3 separate regions of the Mus musculus genome follow, and regions 2 and 3 are each linked to region 1. A link is a contact called in public Hi-C and promoter capture Hi-C data. All regions are on one chromosome and are shown on one strand. The core of a region is the stretch at or near the end of the contact, and the rest is flanking DNA. Distances in the headings are between cores, read along the strand shown. Region 1 overlaps Sox5 (SRY (sex determining region Y)-box 5). Region 2 overlaps Sox5 (SRY (sex determining region Y)-box 5). Region 3 overlaps 1700060C16Rik (RIKEN cDNA 1700060C16 gene).

Region 1 (2,700 bases), core at 31-2,530:
ATAGATGTACCAAGTGCATGGGAGAGGGAGAAGCTGAGTTTTGGTCATTACTTGGTTGGGGGTGCGGGTGAGGAGGAGGCGGTGGGTTCTGAGGGATCTGAGGGTTCCTAATGTCTTCATGGAACCCATGCGGAATGAATGAATGAATGAATGAATGAATGAGCAAGCAGTCATATATGAGAATACCACATTCATCCACAGTAGAAAGACACACACACAGCATATCTGATTGCTTCTAAATGTTCACAAATTTATACCTGCAAATGTAGATTGATTTTGATTTGAATTGTGCATGCATGTATGCATGTGTTTTTGCATGTGTGTATGTCTGTGTGTGTCTCCCTGTGTGTATGTGTGCAGTGTCCACATAGGCCAGGAGAGGTCCTTGGATCTCCTGCAACTGGAGTCACAGGCAGCTGTGAACCAAGATGGCTACTGGGAACCAAACTTGTCTCCTCTGCAAGAGTAGTACGTGCTTTTAACCATTGAGCCATCTTTTCAGCCTCAAACGTAAAGTATTCCAAAGTTTAAAAATATGAAACTCGGAGGTTCAGTCAGTTGCCCTCTAAGATCTATGCGCTGATAATAGCAACTGCAGTTCCCTCTCAGAGTATCAGAAAATTCAGGTCAGGGTGTATGGCTAGTGCAATCAGGTCTGTGACAGATGGGATAAGTCATTAGCTGACTGGAAGAAACACTCCCCCACCCCCATAAATCCACTTTCCGTGAACATGATCTACAGGTGGCAGTGGTTTCCTGTGGGTCTAAAGTCCTAGGCATGAGGAGACTAGACTTCAGGCACACAATATGACCAAGAACCCGCAATCAGTAAGACATCATCGGTAGTATTAACTCTGGCCTCTGTTAACTCAGTCTCAATGGCCAGCTTGGGTCTAAAACTCCCTGGCCCAGGCTTAGTCAAGGTCTCTGCCAAAATAGTCTAAAAGGACTCTGAGTGAGGGGCTGAGGTGATGTTAACCTGATCCCAGTGGAGCTGCTGGCCACTGACTTATTTGCTGTGCATTACTGTACAGAACATTATTTTAGGGTAGAGGAGAATTGAGAAAAAAAAAACAGTGCATTTTGCAACTATTTAAAGGATGGCTAATATTCTGTTGCTCACTCCCTATCTTTTAAGTGGGGCATAAAATGGCCTAAGATGGATCTGTAATATGAAATTGCCCAGAAAAGGGACTTGTTTGTGACACGAGGCTAAATCTAACCAGATCCATTGGTGAGCTGTGACAGATGGAGGGACTGTGAGACAGAAGGCAGGCACTAATCACACATAAAATGACCGGCTTGCCTCAACATGTTCCACGAATTCCAGCAAACTTTACACCCTAATCCATTTTTAGAACAAAAAACATCTGGGCCATAAATCCTCTAATCTGCCAAAACACGCTATTAAATCCCACGATTTGTTGAAAAACACTAAGATTAAAGAAAGGAAATATAAAATGGCTAGCTGCCTTGCTACGAAAGTGTTATTAATACTCTTTCTTTGTGTCATTATGAATGTTCTGGTACTAAAGAGCCTTGTCTAATCATGTCAGATTACACACCCTCATTGCATAGCTCTTCTGTCTGACCTGCTGATTGCCAAAAACTCATCAAATATTTTCTCGCTGCTTAAAAATTCTACTGAGAGTACTGAAGGGAGACCCACATAGTACGGTTCTGGTGAGGACTGGTAAAGTTTGGTTCCTCGGTGGTCCTGGCTTTCCTTGTCACAGGCTAATCCTGGTCCTCTCATCTTCTTGGGTCCTTGAGTATGTCCCAGATGAGGTCATAGAAGGAGGAGGGGACTGAGAGTGATTGCTGTGCTTTTTAGAAATAGTCACTGCAATTGATCCAAAGAACAAACTGCGGCTTCAAATACACATGATGTTCACACCAAGGACTGCTTGGGGTGGATGTCTGTGGCTGAGGATAGACCTGCTCTCAGTGACACTCTCCCCAGCATCATGAACAGTGCTCTCAACATGTTATTCCCCAGTGCATAGCGACCTGCCGTACTCTGGGTAGCAATCCAGCCCTTCTGTGATAAGCTTGGGTGTGCTTGTTTAGTCAGTCCTCAAAAGACCAGTCTGCTTGTCCTGGCCCCTGACCCCTGTCTCTACTCAACCTGGCGATGCATGCTTTTTATACTCTATTTAGTCTCTCTATGGTCTGTTTAGCTTCCCCAGAACACAAATATATTTGAAACGGTTTAGCACATGGTGTTGAATAAAAGCATGAATTCTTTAAGCTTTTTTACAGACTGCCAAGATAGCACTGTGTAGGAAAACAGTTAATATGGATAGATGGGGAATGTAAATGATGGTGAGGTGAGGAACTGAACCCATGTGGGGCAAGGGCCACTCCAGCCGTGGGGAGGGTCGATGAGGTTCAAATAGGTGCTGGCTCAGAAATAAACATTGTTTTTGGAGACCCTTGTGTTTCAGTAGTAACGCTGTGTTAGATTCTAAAATTGGTATCTGGTCTGCTAACTCTGAAAGCCGCACCATATGTTACAGAGTTGAGCCATGGCATGGGTTTGCTCCCTGTGTCCGTCCAGTGTCATTTTAGCATGCTCAGCTGATGTCTTTCTTCCCCTGCTGGCTCCCTTCACCCATGTCCTTGCATTGCCTTGCCTTGGATTCTAGAAAGAATGGTTGGAGATTTTATATATATGTGTATGTGTATGTGTATGTGTAT
Region 2 (2,700 bases), core at 115-2,614, 210 kb after region 1:
AATGCCATGATCCACGCCACCATATGGCACTTCTAACTGAGGGTCCACCATGCTTTCTGGGGATTTATACCACCAAGATCTAGTGCCTAAGCTGCTTCTGGTTATATCAAGTGAATCAGGTGACACTAAGTTAGCTCTAGGTGTGACAAGAGCTTGGTGGCACACAAGCCTGAGTGGGAACTGTCTTCCGGGTCCTCATTAATGGAAGGAACATTGGAGTTGATTCAGCGAACCGCATTCTCATAATAGCTGTTTTCACGAATTTTTTCTTTTTAAACTCCTCAATGCAGACTAATGATACCATGCTAGAACACTGTTTAATAGAAGCGATTGTGTCTCTGCCTAAGAATGGGGCATGATGAAATCCTGCCTCTGTCCACAGAGGAAGCTGAGGAACGCTTCAGTACGCCTAGAGCTCTGGTAACCAGATATGAATATTCTATTTTCTGCTGAGCTTTTGCCAAGACTGGCACAGCAGATCTTGATTCGCATTGACAAGAACTTAGAAAGTGTAGATTATATGTTTCAGATCAGCTTAAGCAAATAATTCTACATTATGAGTCAAAACAATTTAATAAGTATTAATTGGATTAAAACTGTGGCAGGTACTACTCAATCGGAATAGAGGAAGAAACTATGTTTAAAGCGTAACACTATATTAAATATTGGTGGTGTGTTACAGCTAAAGAAGCCTATAAATATAAAAAAGTCTAGAAATATTATATATATATATATATATATATGCGTGTATATGTATAATTATTTATAAACTATATATAAAGTCGATCTGTGGCTCTTTTATTCACATGGAAACAATACCACATTCAAGTGAAAAAGAGTCTCCCCCAACCTTCAATAGAAGCCACAAATCTATACTACGCACTGGCAGAAACAATAAAGCAACTCAGGCAAGAAATCCAGGTTTCAGGTAAGGCAGTTAATGTATTTAACAGAGGAGGAGAGGAGAAGGAGGGGAGACAGGGAACAGGCAGATGCGAAGGGGAAGCAGGGAGAGAGGACTCAGATTTAATATTTGAAGAGTAAGCAAAGACACTTACTTCCTGCAATCTTGAAGGAGCACGTGGGGCTCCCCACTACTCCATCTAGAACTGGCCTTCACGGGGACAGAATGGAAACTATCCTTTCTAGTCAATGACACTCGAAGGAAGGGCCCCATCCCCCTTGGGTTTTAGTCTGTCGATTTCCAGCCTGCTCTTAAAGGAGAACTCGGTATTTCTTAAATTAAAACATCATGGGCATAGATCAGGAGCAATGACTCATGGGTTAAACACCAATGTGAGACGGTTTGAAGCTGTTCCTTGGCCACATGCTATCAATCAGGAGCTGCCCAGAATATATGAGTGAGTCACTACGAGTCTCACTACTACCGGGAAAGCTTCCAGCTAGCACACGTGAGCCATGGGCTCGCTTTCCCTAGCATTTATCTGGAAGGGATGTGGCAGATGTATTTCAAACAGACTTCTTAAGTCTTAACTTCAAAAATATATTTTTCTAACTGTAGGCAAGTTTTATGTCTGTGGCACATGTGACAGTCAGCTCGTCTCTAAGGTTGGCTTTACAGTGGGTGCTAATATTTGACTTCAGTCTTTCAGGAGGCTTTATCTTCTTTTATTACACATAATGTATTCTTAAAGCTTGCCCTATTTTATCAATAGCAATTACTGTCAATCTCTCTGTGTTCCTATTTCATAAGCTTTATCATAACTGTGTAGAAAAACGAAAACAGATAGTATCCATATGGATCAGCTCTGAGTGTGCTTTCAGGAACCCGCTTGGGCTTGGAACCGATCCCTTACAGACAAGAAGGACTCATATAGTTTAGCGTTTCTGACTAACCTGTCTCAAATACTGAGTTTCGAGGCAGAAGCAGCTTTTAAATGCTCACGTGTAAACCAGCCCATTTCTTAGCAGCACTTGGGAAAATATTAACTCAGTCCCCAGCCACTCGTCTTCTAATGTGCTAAGGTAACAAGCGTCTCTTCCACTCCTGGAAGGCGAGCAAACAGCTTTTAAGAGACCTAGAAGCCACGAGCACCTTTACCAATATGCCCAGTTTCATTCTGAGGTCTACAAGGAGCATACACAGGGAGGTGGTAGAAGCAGAAGCCCAATTTTGCCGTCTGGATGCAGGTAACTGAATCCAGTCTGGTTTTGGATGCCAGGGTGCGTGTGTAAGGATGAGAATAGGTACTCAACCCAAACAAGGAAATCGGAAGCTGGCCATAGGATTAAAGGACACCCAAACCAGGCCACAGCAAACCACACTTCCCCTTGATGAAGCTCATCTCAAGGAGTTGTTCTTGGCGGTATCTGTCACAGGATGCTTCCGCTAAGTATTCTGAAGAGAGCGAAGGGCAAAGCAAACCAATAACTCCTTTACATCTGTGCCTAAAGAGCATCAGCACAGACAACGTGCACCTAGCAATCTGGGCTCTGTGCGAAGATCGCTACAGTAATAACGGGAAAATGGCAAAGCGAACGTGGGAGCTGCAGCAGTCGCTGCCGTTTCCTCCTTTATGCGTTCTCCTTAATTGCCAGAAGATATTATTTTTCACCACTTAAATAATTTTCCCCGTGTTTATGTGAATTTTATTGTGTCACAATCACTTCTTAAGTGTCATGATTTTGCAAAATACACATTAGCATATATTACAATACTGGGAGATTTTGAGAAAGGCA
Region 3 (2,700 bases), core at 91-2,590, 250 kb before region 1:
GGGAGGCTAAACAAAGTGTTACTTTCACAATGATGGAAATCTTCAGGAAGATCTAGTAAATCACAAAGAGCTCCGTGATGCTGCTACCTGTGGGCTGGATGCGTCCTGCAAGCTGACAAGAGGCTGCACTGCCGATTGTCCTACCTTTCCTGCCAGACCACCCCAGCTGTGGTACATACCACAGCATTCTTCAGGCATTCCAAAGAAGAGCAGCCTGAGGCCCGCCTGTGTGAGCCACCTCAACAATCCTGGAAGCTGTTGAAGCTGGGGCAGAGGCCGATCAAGTCAACTGTTGTGCAAGGCCAGGGCTGAGACGGAACTCCAGGACCTCATGAAACAATTCTGGGTGTGGTGGTTGCTGCTCATCAGCATAGCGCATGTGGATCCGTGGGACTTGCAGGAGAGCCTCAGTTCCTGGAAGAGAGACCTTGACTCAAAACTCAAGGAAGATGGTGCCCAAGGAATGACACCCAAAATGCTCCTCTGGCTTCCACATGTACCCTCATATATGCACAACTATATATACCCACAAACACACACACACACACACATGCACACACACATACCTGTTATAAACAGCATATAAAAATACCATTTCTGAGGCGATTCTGCCGTGCCCAACTTAGTACATTCACACACGTATACATTCATACATGCACAGTAACACATGCATGTGCATGCATACGTGCACATAGACTGAGATGATAGCTAACAGCCAAAGCCCTCCCTCACCCACATTGCCTCTTCCCTGCCTTTCCTCTTCCCGTGAATGCCCACTCGGCCCAGATCCCCAGTGCTTCCTCCCACTGGAAGGGCCTCAAGCGGCCTCTGAGCCTCTCCCACCACAGTGGTCTTCTGCTTCTCTTTAACTCCTCTAACAAATGTCTGGGCTGCATCTTGCCATCCGGTCAGACTCAGCTCTCTTTTGTGGAGCGCATCGGTGTTAGCTTGTGCTTACTGAACCCCAGTCTCACATTAAGAGCTTCTGTCTACGGACTTGAGGAGGGAGACCTATCCCTACCCTGAGAAAATCTCCACCTCCACTAAGCTTTAAGGCCCAGGCTTCCATGTGTCTGTTTTCCTTGTTGCTTTTGTGGATAGATGGACAAATTAATTGAGGCTTTTGCTAGTTGTGGAAGTCAAAGGAGGAGACTTTGTACTGCATTTTATGTGAGGGACTGCGGTGAATGAAAGATCTAAACAATGGACATGATACTAGGACATTTTCACTGCATTGGCTGAGGCCCCAAGATGGCGGGGGAGGCCAGCGCTACTCTCTCTGGCACTTTCAGCACCTTCTATAAACAGTGTCATGGAGCATTCTGGGAAAAAGAACATTTCATCCTGGTGTGTCAGCACTGGGTCAGCTGAAGGAAACTCTGTTGTCAGGGTTAGATGACTCTTCCTTTACTGGCCTGTAAGGAGATGAGAGCTGATAACGTGTTGCAGGCTGTCTGTGGTGACTGTGGGAGAGTTTATGTCCTGTTGCTTCGTGTATTTTCTGTAGTGTAGAATTTCCTCCCATGAGCAGTGGCTACATATGATCCATGCATGAAGCAACATTAGGACTCTGGGAATTATTTATCTTGTTATGACTTCATGGGTACACTTAGTCTGCAAATTTGGGGTCATTTCTGCTGGTGGCTAAGTTGTGTGTCACTGACACATGGTGCTGTGTATTAAAAATGCATGGTGGTGAGTTATTCTTGGTGCTGAGTTGTTTACCAGCAACTCGGTTACATAACGCTAGTGCTTGGTGTCGAGTTGTGAGTGTCTAGTACTTGGTACTGAGTATTATATCACTAGTGCTTAGTGTTGAGTTGTATAGACCTAGTGTTGTTCTGAGTTGTATGTTTGTAGTACTTGGTGTTGAGTTGTGTGTCTCTAGTGCTGTGTGTTGAGTTTCCCGTCTCTAGTGCTTGGTGCTGACTTGTGTGTCTCTAGTGCTGTGTGTCTCTAGTGCTTTATGTCGAGTTGTGTGTCTCTAGTGCTTGGTGCTGAGTTGTGTGTTTCTCATGCTAGATATTGGGCATCAGTAAGGCTGGGTGCTGAACCAACAGGAAACAGGTTGAGAGAAGAAGAGGGAATTATTGTCCACACATGAGAGATGTGTCTTCTACTATAAAGTAAATTTGTTACAGAGCACAGATGCAGGCCTAGACCTTGAGCGTTCTGGTGGAGACCTGAGCAGGCTGAGTGGGACAGGTATTAAAATCACAGTCTGCCCCCCCCCTCACCCCATCCCCCAGATGGCTGCCTCACAAAGTAGATTTACTTTCAGTGAACACTGAGCAGGCTTTTCAACCCCTCTCTGCCCCCATGGAGTCCCCTACAAAGTCAGGGAAAGTGACAAAGTACAGATGAAGTCACTCATCTGGGGGGACCTAGTCCTCTTGTCATCCAGAAGACCCAGTCCTCTGGTCATCCGTGGGCTGTGTGTGACTCAGTCCCCCCACCCTGTGCTCAGAAGCCCACTGGGATCGCAGGAGACCGAGACCAAACTGAATCTTTATTTCCATTCACTAGCTGTGATTAAATCACTCATAAAGATGTCTTAGAATGCCAACAAGCTCAGACCACACCACTCAGCCCCTCGTAGCAGTCTTAGGTCATGTTCCTGTGGGGTGCTAAAGAGACAGAGGTCCACAGGACCCTTCCATTTTTATTAAATCTGTATGTCTGAGGGCATTGGGGGGTCTG

What was found. Promoter capture Hi-C pulls out the DNA fragments that hold promoters and counts their contacts. Hi-C and Micro-C count contacts between places; a contact is called where the count stands out from the background.
Region 2: a promoter capture Hi-C map of the 3T3-L1 cell line shows a contact between it and region 1, with 4 times the contacts expected there. The contact joins two enhancer-like sites. A contact is called at or near these places in 1 of 39 promoter capture datasets (the 3T3-L1 cell line) and 3 of 484 Hi-C or Micro-C datasets (the 3T3-L1 cell line, cortical neurons and uterus).
Region 3: a Hi-C map of uterus shows a contact between it and region 1, with 12 times the contacts expected there. The contact joins two enhancer-like sites. A contact is called at or near these places in 8 of 484 Hi-C or Micro-C datasets (the HPC-7 cell line, adipose-derived mesenchymal stem cells, embryonic stem cells and 1 more), 2 of 115 datasets of contacts at active chromatin or transcription factors (bone marrow-derived dendritic cells and fibro-adipogenic progenitors) and 1 of 9 other capture datasets (embryonic stem cells).

The regions. Positions count from the first base shown.
Region 1 is chr6:143,861,546-143,864,245 of GRCm38.p6, forward strand. The region is part of intron 10 of Sox5 (SRY (sex determining region Y)-box 5); the gene reads right to left. Among named protein-coding and RNA genes, the nearest start is that of Gm52484, 31 kb to the right of the region's middle. Within about 2 kb of position 1,281, at least 15 of the 459 cell types and tissues checked have an H3K27ac peak or open chromatin away from gene starts, as enhancers often do. A contact at or near this core is called in uterus, where this site is marked.
Region 2 is chr6:144,073,742-144,076,441 of GRCm38.p6, forward strand. All of the region lies in intron 3 of Sox5 (SRY (sex determining region Y)-box 5), which reads right to left. Among named protein-coding and RNA genes, the nearest start is that of Gm52485, 89 kb to the left of the region's middle. Within about 2 kb of position 1,365, at least 86 of the 459 cell types and tissues checked have an H3K27ac peak or open chromatin away from gene starts, as enhancers often do. A contact at or near this core is called in uterus, where this site is marked.
Region 3 is chr6:143,615,296-143,617,995 of GRCm38.p6, forward strand. It overlaps 1700060C16Rik (RIKEN cDNA 1700060C16 gene), which reads right to left. Exons shown (of 5, transcript NR_045732.1): 3 at 180-414. Among named protein-coding and RNA genes, the nearest start is that of 1700060C16Rik, 35 kb to the right of the region's middle. Within about 2 kb of position 1,341, at least 15 of the 459 cell types and tissues checked have an H3K27ac peak or open chromatin away from gene starts, as enhancers often do. A contact at or near this core is called in uterus, where this site is marked.